Regions from separate parts of the Zea mays genome. Here all the other regions are linked to region 3. The links are chromatin contacts, called in public Hi-C maps. All regions are on one chromosome and are shown on one strand. Each heading gives the region's core, a stretch centred on a gene start, on an enhancer-like site or on the middle of the called end of the contact. The rest is flanking DNA. Distances are from core to core; before and after follow the strand shown. Region 1 holds the start of LOC103632922 (aspartyl protease family protein At5g10770). Region 2 holds the start of LOC100281751. Region 3 holds the start of LOC100272368.

Region 1 (3,944 bases), core at 306-2,805, 370 kb after region 3:
TGCGCGCCGCAGGGCACGGCGGAGTAGGTCGTCGACTGCGACGGGTCGAAGAGCGGGTCGTGCTGCTTGTAGCAGTTGTTGCACGGCTTGCACTGCACCCACGAGAGGTCGCTGCCGGTGTCGAACACCACCAACAGGTCCCTCCTGGGCGTCCCGAGGCCAACCGAGACGATGTAATTGGCCGTGCCGAGGCGGAGGCCCCTGTGCGCCGGCAGGGACACGCCCTTGGAGGCGCTGGACTGGCCGGCCGTCCACGGGCCAGCGGTCATGCGGTGGATTGAGTCGACCCTGTCCTGGTCCCTGTCTAGGATCTCCGCGTGAGACGGCTCGCCGCCCCGTGCCAGCAGCGGCGAGCATGGGCCGTGCCGGTGCACCACACTGAGGGCCGACGAGTTTGATGCCGCTGCATGATATACACCGGTTATTGCTGTAGTGTTTGAGTTTGACAAGAGAGAGAGATCACAGCAGCAACCGCGCAATACCAACCGAATCATTCTTTCAGTTAACAACGGACGACGATACAATTCTGTGTTTGCAATTCTTTTGGGAGCACTTCTTAATTTGGTCTTTTTTGGTTGGATGGTCACATCAAAAAGTTCCCTTTGTGCAACTGTCGTGTCGTGTGGTGTGGTGTGTACCGAACAGCAACAGGATTAGTTAGTGCTGCAAGTGTGCAATATAACCAACTTGCTTGTCAAAATGTTGACTTAGGCATAAAGCTAAGCTATCTGGTCCGAGTGTCTAACGATAGGATTTACACATACTTACAGTTTCTTTATCTACGTTATAGCGTGCGTACGTATATGTACTTGGTTGACCAATGTCTAGGAAATACTAGGAATCCCGTGTAGAGACTTCTTCTCCTATTCGGAAGTACATTTATACCTAGCGTGTCCACTTGGATCGAAGAGAAGACGACAAAAAAAAAAGGTACCAAACTCAAGATACTGCCTGGTACAACCGTTGGGAACTCCGGCCAGAACCCAAAAATACACCTTCCACTCTTCTGTTTATATTATATAGTTTGTGTATCTCCATGGTGATCAAAGAATACAGTATAGTTGTCTAGACATATCAGCCGTATCCTGCAATCCACGCATCGTCGCACTGCTAACCTAACCGTGCATCCTTTGGGTTCAAGGGTGATAATGGCAATGCCGACCATAGCACGGTAGCAGTTTCCATAGCACCGAAACCCAAAAAGATCAGCAGTGCAAGGAGGAGAAATAGCAACAGACAGACGAGAAGCCTACCTCTCGCAGGCGTGCAGTCCGCGCTCGGCAGCATGGCGGTGACGCTGACGACGTGCCAGCTCGGCCCGCTGGTGGTCTCGTCCTCCGCCGCCACTGACGCGACAACTGCTAGCGCGAGCACAGCCGCGAGGCAGCAGCCACGGGACAGAGCGCGCCGCGTCACGGACGCCATGGGGGACTGGACTGGGGCTCTCTATTAGCCACCTGCTATCGCTCGCTAATCACTCCGGTCGACTCCGAGATAGACGACGGGACGCTGCTTATATATATAATACTAGCGCTTGACTGCTTGTTGCCCAGCCGCGCGACCTCAAGTGTGTTTCGTGCCGCACCGCATCAAAGTCTACGGCCGTGCGCAAAAATTAGGCCGTGCGCCACACGCACACGCGCGCAAGGACGGGCCCACCCAACCCAACGGCCGCGCGACCTCACCCAGGCAGTCACCGAGCGACGTACGGAGGCGACGGACCAGACGAAAACATGGCAGGGCGGCGGAAGCGGAACCAGTGCCGGGCGGGGTCGTCGTCCGCACTCCGCGCGCACGCGACGCGCCTCTACGGAAGTGAAGGAGTCTGAAAGCGGGCCGGCAGGCGTCGCGGGCGCGCGCGTCAACTATGCACGACGCGTTTTTACCCCGCACGACGCACCTGAAGACGGCGCGTCGTCCCCGGCCCGGCCCGGCCTGATCACTCACTCTTCCTCCCTCCTCGATTCGCTTAGACCGACCGGGACGCGTTCGGTGTAGGGGGGAGAGAAAATGACAGCACTCCGCCTTGGAGCCGTCGAGATCCTATGTATCCCCGTCGACAGCGACGACCGCGGCGGCCGGTGGCGAATGGGTCCGAGTGAGTGCTCGTGCTGCCCACGGATGATGAGGACGTACAGTAGCTTTCATGTCGTCCACGGTCCACCACCTAGTCGGAAAAGGCGTCGTCGAGGCCGGATGCCTCTACCCGCGCCGAGGTGCGCGGTGAGCCACGGCGCATCGCATGAGATGGTGACCGTAATCATGGCGCCGTGACTTCCTTCGACGCGTCGCTGCCACGATCGTGCCGTGCGTGGGTCATCAGTGCAGCGGTTACGTACGTACGCTGATCCAAGCCGGGGTACAGTACAGAGAAGCACTAGTAGGGACTGCCAGAGCCGCGCGAACTAGGGTAGGGAGGGAGTCGCATTCCTTTCATCCTTTGGGAACAGGACGCTGAATCGGACACGCGAGCGCACCAGTGCTCCTCAGCTGCATGACAAGCAGCAGGTAGGGACTCCGTGACCTATGTGACAGCCGTGCGTACCGGTACCGGGATGAAACACGAATGTAACAATAGGATTATGGTCAGCGGCGGCGCGGGGGTGTTTAGAACTCGAAAGCTTTGTTCGACGCGACGCGTACCTTCAGACATGGATGCGCTGATATGCGTGCACGAGCACGACAGCGCGAGGAAAAAGGCAGCGCCTGCTCGTGGTTGCCGTGGCATGAGCTAGCTGGCCCAATCAGGCTTGCGGTTGCCCAAAACAAATCGAGCTAGAAAAGCAGCTCTACCTCTACGTCGTCTTGTACCTAACCGGCAAAAGCGCGCCTACTACGCGACTAGCACTGGATGGACGGCCAGTGTTTTCTCACGTTTTTCTTTTCTTTCAAACACAGTAAGCTCGAGAAGATTAGATTCGTTCGCGGAGCCGGACCCGACTTTCTGAGAGGAAACAAACGAAGACGTCTGAATGTTCTAGAGTTCTATACCTTTTTTTTAGAAGATTAGAGTTCTAGTGCTCCATTCCGCTTGCGTCGTTGCCTTATCGGGTTGTGAATTGTGATCGACGGACGGAGGGGCGTGAACCTGTGATGAACTGCGTGCAAGCGAGAGAAGAAATAAGATCTCGTAATTCCCAAATGTAGACCAACATTTATTGAGGCATACAAGCGCGCTCCGTGTTGATTTTTTTATATATTGTAGCCCTAACAAAAAAAATACTTTTAGACATTTTATTTAAGAGAATAAAAAGTCCGGTTTAACCATGTACATCAGCTCACAGAGATTATAAGGTTTATCTTCGTATATCACAATATCAAGATCCCTCTACCGATTTATCATCGTAGAAGTGATGTAGCATCACCTCGACACTATAATCTATCATGCTGAATTTGGCACCATAGATTTTGCCACCGAGTTTGACGCCTTATGCCATAGCGACATATTGAATTTAAAGTTTTTTAAAAGGTATAACAAATCTCATCATAATCAACTATATGACCGGCCTATTCCAAGCTCGAAGAGAACTAGGTCATAGTAGGCTTCAACACTATATTTACATTGTACTGGTGGGGCTACGGTATGCCCCTTCTCTTTTGCCTTTTGTTTGGGCTCCGACCAATGAAACTTAGGTTCGTAGAATTATTCTAATATCCATGTCGCGAACAATGTCAGATTATTAATTTTGAACAAACATATAAGTTAAAGAGAAACAAATGCACTTACTTTGTTCTTGTTACCCACACTCAAACTCTAACGAACCCCTAGATGGGACTCCACAATCACATAGAAGAGGATTTTCAAGTCGTTCATTGACGGCTTTGGTCTTCTCTTCGTCCATCATCGGTGGAGGGTTGTGGAGATTTAACCCAATGTTTGAAGCACTCGCGTGGCCATATCCCTCTTCACAAGTGGTTGAAAAGGAGGTACCCTGGCTCAAACT
Region 2 (3,531 bases), core at 242-2,741, 260 kb before region 3:
AGTAAACTCTACAAGCTAAGAATCAACATGTATGCAATTCCATAATAATCGGGCATCATCTATCACTCATTGCTAACTTCAGCACTGAACATGATTTCAAGAGTTTTTAGCAGAACTACTATGCGGGTGATCTCCTTTCAGATGTAGATGGTTTAGAAGTGTACATAAGCTTGCAGGGGCTTAAGGAACTGTTTATTTAATCTTCTGTGAGCACGAACATCCATAGAAGAACTATCTGAACTGAAGCTAAAGATTTGCATGAAATGGTAATTTGTACACATTAAGTGCATCATGCAAACAGAACGAGTACACAGTGAAACGATACAGACCTCCCGAGTCAGATTTGCCATTCAGTATGGTAATGGGCTTTGACAATGTCAAATCTCTGACTTCTTGCGCTAAATTCCGAATCTAATATCAAGCACGAGCATGCAAAGTTAAGTAGAAATGAATAATTTTACCGAGATGGAAAGAAGCAAGAGAAACTTCTAAGCAGATGCTGACACTGAGATAGTGAGATGTAAGATGTATTCCATATGAGGAAGAGCATACCTGAGCTTGAATAAGTGCAATGTCATAGGGACCCGAAGAAGTTCCTTGATTTACACCCTTCATAATCTCCTAGAAACACAAAAGGTACATCATTGCCTTAAATAAACATTTACTAGGAAGTTTCAGAGCATACCATCAAAATCTGTATGATATGTATCAGGAATCACTAACTAGTGAAGCATAAGTTATGGTACGCAAAACTTCCGAGTGCCAATTGGGCGTTGATGTAATTTTATCACATGGTGTTAATCACATCCACATATAGACAGAATCAACGCTTCTAGTACCCCATCGCCAAGTCATTCAAAAAATATCAGGTATCAGCTATCTGACAACGCTCAACTATCCAAACCGTATGAAAGTGCGTGTAATCAAAATGAACATATTTTTTTCGGGGTTGGGTGTGGGGGGTATACCGACCTGGAGTTCTCCCAACACATCAGATAAGCGGCCATTCCGCAGCAGGATCGAGCCCGTCATCCCTGCGAGGACACCATTTCACCACGTAAGGTGTCGAAACAACAGCCGATTGGGGAAAATAGCATCAAATCCGAGAGAGATTTGATGGGGGCGAGAGGTCGATGGCGGTGATGAGAAGAGGACCTGCACCGACGAGGATGAGGACCTTGGAGGTCGCGACCCCCGTCTGCATCGCCATGCCTCACCGCTCTCGCGCTTCACCGGCACGCCTCTGGATGATTCTAGAAGGGGCGGCGAGTAGAACGAGGAGGAGGAGGCGGTCGGATGTCGGAAGCTTCAGGAACAGGAAGGGGAAAGCTCCCGAGCAACCGAGCGAGAAGGGTGCCTGGACCCGGGACCGGGACCTGAGAATTTCGTGTGTCACAAACAAACAGGGTGAACCAGTTGTGAAATGGGACCACGTGTCAGTGAAGAGGTGAGTAGTAGTATTTGTGAGTTGTGACTCGAGAAATGCCGCTGCGGGCTGCGGCCTAGCCACAGCCACGTCAGCAATGTCGAAAGTCGAAACCAACCCCACTCCACGTCTCCCCCAGGAGAAGCGACCATTCAAAGCCGCCGGGAGCTCGGCGTCACCGCCGCGAGCTCGACACCTCGACACCTCGTGCCGCCGCAGCGCTTGCTTTCGTCCCCCTTACGCCACTCCCACTTGGCCACTTCAGCCACCATCTCCCTGAAGCTAGTGGCTAACCTCCTCACCGCCATGGGCACCCCTCTCCTCATCCCCCTTCTCGTCACCCTCCAGCTGTTCACTACCTCCTCCCCCGCGGTCGCGTCGTCACACATCTCCGCCATCATCTCGCAGTCGGGCCTCGACTTCGCCAAGGACCTGCTCGTATCCCATGCCGTTGCGACCCTCACGCCCATGAACGTGCCGGACATCGAGAGGACCATGAGCATACCCCTCGTGGGCACCGTCCGCATGGCCGCATCCGGGATTGTGCTCCACGGCCTCGCCGTCACCAACTCCACCGTCGCTGTGGGGGACGCGGGTGTTGTCGTGGCCGCCTCGTTGGCCAGCGCGAACCTCACCATGGAGTGGAACTACTCGTATGACGCCTGGATTGTGACCATATCCGACAGCGGGAATGCTTCGGTCCAGGTATAAATGAGGGGAACATATACTGTGCAGTCATATTAGTGCAACCGTGCAATTAAGCAATGATGCATCGATCCAATCAAAATCCAACTATGATTGCTATTTTAGGTGGAACATGGTTAGATGCAAAACAGTCCTGTTTGGTTGATATTCGATATTCCATCAGTTATGTTCCCCAAGGCGTGGCTTGCTGATTGGTGGCTGTTAATTGAATCATAAGATACTGCCCGTTTTTTTAATATACTGAGTAGGAGATATACGCATCTTTTATGCTATTAAGTATAGACTGATCGCGCGACACTTGAATTTTGGAATATCTATTTTCTGTCAGATGTCAGAAGTAGAATCAATTATCTTAGAAGTGGGTGCTAATTCACACCTATTACTATATTTAAAATGGGATTAATATAAACACTCTATTTTTCTCGAAAGCGCAAGAGAGCTGCGCGAAAATATATTAAGAAGAAGTAAAAGGTCCAAAAGGACCCCAAGATACAGATAAGGCCGACCTACGGCGGCCAATAACAAGCATAAATGAAACCATCCATGACAAAAACACTGCTACCAGAACAGCACTACATCTATCTAGCTAACAGGTAGACCTGGGATAGGGGCAGTAAGCAAGGACAGCTTCTTTGCACCAGCCATAACCCAAAGATCAATCTCCAAACCAACACTTCTAATAGCAACAGCAACACTAGGACTCTTATTGTCAAAAACGTAGCCATTGCGATGTTTCCAAAGGGTCCAAACACCAAGAATGACAAGAGAATTAAGACCATTTCTTGCAATCCCAGGAGTCTTGGTGATCAAGTCTTGCCACCAATCCATAAAAACCTCTTCACAGGACTGATGGGCCAAGTGTTGTAGATTTACAAGAAGAAGCAGCTTGAACCAAAATTCTCTAGCAAAAACGCAGCCCAGCAGCATATGATTTAAGGTTTCCTGATCCTGATCACATAATGGACATCTCTCCGGATGATCCATACCTCTTCTTTGCAACCTATCAGCTGTCCACACCTTCTTGTGAGCGACCAACCACATGAAAAATTTAGATTTCGGAGGAGCCCAAGTCTTCCAAATTATATGAAAAGGCTCAAACTCAATTGACCCAATAAAGAAACCCCTATAAGCTTCCTTGGAAGAATATTTTCCATTGGCAGCAAGGCGAAAGAAATGCTTGTCTTCAACATGAGGTCTTAGCTGAACCAAATCTAATAAATCCCACAAGAGGAGATACTCGTTGATAACACCCACTGAAAGGCCCCCTGAATGTCTGAAATCCAGCTGTGATTGGAAAGGGCGTCCAATACTGTTCTCCGATTAGTCCTTTGCTTAGAAATAGTTCTGAATAACCGTGGAGTCAAATCTGCAATTCTATGTCCCGACAGCCACCTATCTGT
Region 3 (3,488 bases), core at 674-3,173:
GTCTTTCTTCTCTTCCTCATCTTCATCATCAGAAATCTCCTTCTCCGTTGTCTTTTCGGTCCACAGGGAGATGGGGTAGCTGATGAACTCAGAGTGCTTCTTGACCAAATCCTTGAGGCGACGCTCCTCAAGGTATTCTAACTGCAAGAGAGAAGTTGAAAGGTGAGTACAAGAAACACCAACAGCTTTCACAGAAAAGCAAATAACTACACAGAAAATGAACACAGTCCTGAAAAATCAATGAGGTGATTGATGACAACAGAAAACATCAAATAGTTTGTACTGTTACCTTAAGAGCCCTAGAAATAATTAACCAATTTATTTTCTTTACAGGACACTCCAATGAACATTCAGTATATATAATATAATGGATACAGCAAAGCAAGCATAAAAATAAATATACATCCCTGCTTTACTCAATTGCACGTTCATTTTAAAACAAAAAAAAATACCAAGTGGCCAACTAGTAATAACACAGTTGTTGAACAAACTTGGATGCTGTGTTAGGTATGCACATGTGCTAATTCGCAGGGACATCTCCATGATAAGAAAGTTGGCTTCTAATTAATATCACAATTTGCAGAAGATCATGTTGAACTGTTTCCCCTAATCAGTAATTCAGTACAAGTACCCAAAAATGATTTCATCCCCAATGTGCATATGATGTATCAAATGTAGACAAGCCATGTAATAAGCCATAAGAAACAATACCCGATGTAAGTGCTCTACCCATGGATGGATTATTTCAGATCAGCTAACTAATGAGATAGTGATGACATTTTTCAATTTTAGCAAATTTTGGGTCAACGTGATGAACCAAAGCAAGTGGTGCTCGCATCCATAAGTCAACTTCACCAAAAGCCTATATTTTTCATAAATTTTACCATCTTAGGACTAGTAGATAACATCAGGCACAACAGTAATCTATATAGTCTATCTAGTATGAAAACAGAAGCATTCCCAGTAACCAGAAGTCCTGAAGTACTATCAGTACCAGTTGTACAGGATAGTTAAAAGATAGCTAGATGAAACACAGGCATACTTGGGTTATGCAATTAGAACAGATTACATCAAGCAATGCAACAGATACCATAATAACGAGCTTTGATTGATCCAGCTTCCTGCATACCTGATCTTCCTTGAGGAAAAGTGTAATCTTAGTACCCCTGCCAAGCTGCTCCCCAGACGTGTCACGAGTAACAGTGAACGACCCGCCCGCCTGGGATTCCCACACGTACTGCTCGTCATCGTTATGCTTGGTGGTCACGACGACCCTCTCGGCGACGAGGTAGGCAGAGTAGAAACCGACACCGAACTGCCCAATCATAGACACATCAGCGCCAGCAGCAAGGGCTTCCATGAACTCCTTGGTCCCGGACCTGGCGATGGTACCGAGGTTGTTGACAAGGTCGGACTTGGTCATGCCGATGCCGCTGTCGATGATGGAGAGCGTGTTCGAAGCCTTGTCTGGTACAATGTGGATGAACAGCTCCGGCTGCGCATCGAGCTTGCTCTTGTCAGTGAGGCTCTCGAACCTGATTTTGTCCAACGCCTGCAGAAGTCGCACAAAAAACAGCACCAAGTAGGAGCGCAAAATCAAGCGTCAGAAACAGTATTAACCGCAGTGTGTAATCACACCATAGCACAAGTTACCGCCCAAACACTAACACACTAAGATGCACCCAGACTTCGACTTAACGGGGCGGACTTACATCGGAAGAGTTGGAAATGAGCTCCCGGAGGAAGATCTCCTTGTTGGAATAGAAGGTGTTGATGATGAGTGAGAGCAGCTGGTTGATCTCAGCCTGAAAGGCGAAGGTCTCCGTCTCTGTCGCCATGGCGCCCTGACTCTTGAGCTCTGAAGCTTGCAGCAGTCGGCTAGGGATGGAGGCGTTGTCGGATCGCGGCTAGGGTTGGAGCCTTGGAGGTTTTCCGAATCGAGAGGGGCAGCGAGGATTGAGGTAGTGGGGTATTTATTTGGCGCCGCGCTTCTAGAAAGTTCGACATAGACCCAGACTCGTTCGCTGGTGCTGGAGTGCCATTTGCGCTTCCGGGAGGTTCGGCATGGGCGGATGGGCCTCGCTGCTGGAGGAGTGGAGGGTATCATTTGCGCTTCCGGAAGGTTCGACATGGGCCTAGAAGCCGGCGAGATCGCGAGACTAGAGAATCAAAGGGGCTATAGGTGATTGCCCGTGCGTTATAACGGGAACATATAATAATATGATAACTTATATATAAAATGTATCTTATATTGTTATAAAAAATGTTTCATAATTCATTTGTAATCCTAGTCATATACAAATTTTATTATTTTAATTTAACTGTTTCACTGCTACATTGCAACTATCAGTATCATACAGACTTCGATATATGTCACGATTTGCATGGTCTCATCATTGAAAAGCACGTGCCACACCTGCCCGTACAAATTCCCTCGTAAATTGTCAGTCATCAGGTACGCACCACCATACACGCTTGCTTAAACAAAAAAACAAGTGTATGTGTTCGCGAAGAGAATTAAAGGCAGGCCGGCACAAAAGCTACCCCGACGATGGCGAGTGGTCATTGTTATCGGTCCTCCTCTGTGTCACCTCTGGCGCCAAGATGACGCCACAGTCCTTGATATAATAGTCGTCGAACGCGCACGACATGGCAAGTAACGATGACTCTTGGCTGGGCTGCCAAACGAAGTGCACCCCGGACTCATCAGCGAGGTAGTACATCTAGCCGTTGCACTACCGGATGTGCTACTCCTCTACATACATCTTATTCGAGGATACTCACACAACGTCAGCAACGACCGTCGTCCCAACACACAAGAATTCATGGCCGATCAGTAGCGACTTACGTGGCATATTGAGCTTCAGGTGAATGATGAGCTGGATGGCGTGACGGCTACGTCATCGGATGCAGTGCCCAGAACAACTCGAGAGTCGCCGACGTTGGTGACGACCATGAGGCCCCCTGTTTGAAGATGGACAGCGTGGTGCAGCCGCTCTGGACCGCGTCCAAGCGGCGTCTGCGCCGGAGCTTGCCGAACACAGCGGCGCATGCAGCCACGTATGACTGTTTCCAAAGGTCGAACTGGCAGTCGCCAAACTTCTTCTCGTCATTGATGAGCGACGCCAACGCTAGCGCCTCCTGCTAGTGGTGTTTGTTCGGGATTTCCAAGTAAAAAACATGGATTCATCTTTGGCGTTGGTTTATGAAAATGACTCACAAGTCTGATCTATGGAAAAAAATATTACGGAGAATAAATGTCACACATATAAAAAAGGAATTTAAGTTGAAAACGTTATTCAAACAAAAGAAATTGCATGCAAGACTCTTATTTAAATACTACTCCCTCTATCCAAAAATATAATTCAGGAATCTCGTTGATAATTATCTACTACTACACATTGTGCAAGGGTAGCAGGTGCGCTTTGGGAGAGATGTAGTAGATATTTTTACTATAATAGATATTGACATAAACACACATGTAGTGT

Evidence for each region. Hi-C and Micro-C count contacts between places; a contact is called where the count stands out from the background.
Region 1: a Hi-C map of leaf shows a contact between it and region 3, with 6 times the contacts expected there. The contact joins the promoter of LOC103632922 here to the promoter of LOC100272368 in region 3. A contact is called at or near these places in 2 of 25 Hi-C or Micro-C datasets (endosperm and leaf).
Region 2: a contact with region 3 is called in a Hi-C map of ear, with 4 times the contacts expected there. The contact joins the promoter of LOC100281751 here to the promoter of LOC100272368 in region 3. A contact is called at or near these places in 2 of 25 Hi-C or Micro-C datasets (ear and endosperm) and 1 of 3 datasets of contacts at active chromatin or transcription factors (leaf).

What each region holds. Positions count from the first base shown.
Region 1 is chr7:136,783,122-136,787,065 of Zm-B73-REFERENCE-NAM-5.0, reverse strand. It overlaps LOC103632922 (aspartyl protease family protein At5g10770), which reads right to left and starts at 1,555. Exons shown (of 2, transcript XM_008654634.4): 1 at 1,254-1,555; 2 at 1-403. The coding sequence starts at 1,425.
Region 2 is chr7:137,408,834-137,412,364 of Zm-B73-REFERENCE-NAM-5.0, reverse strand. LOC100281751 reads left to right here and starts at 1,491. Exons shown (of 6, transcript NM_001154671.1): 1 at 1,491-2,131. The coding sequence starts at 1,733. It overlaps LOC100192639, which reads right to left and starts at 1,335. Exons shown (of 12, transcript NM_001137853.1): 1 at 1,156-1,335; 2 at 973-1,034; 3 at 553-621; 4 at 330-411. The coding sequence starts at 1,210.
Region 3 is chr7:137,152,701-137,156,188 of Zm-B73-REFERENCE-NAM-5.0, reverse strand. LOC100272368 reads right to left here and starts at 1,923. Exons shown (of 3, transcript NM_001310034.1): 1 at 1,713-1,923; 2 at 1,130-1,552; 3 at 1-141. The coding sequence starts at 1,838.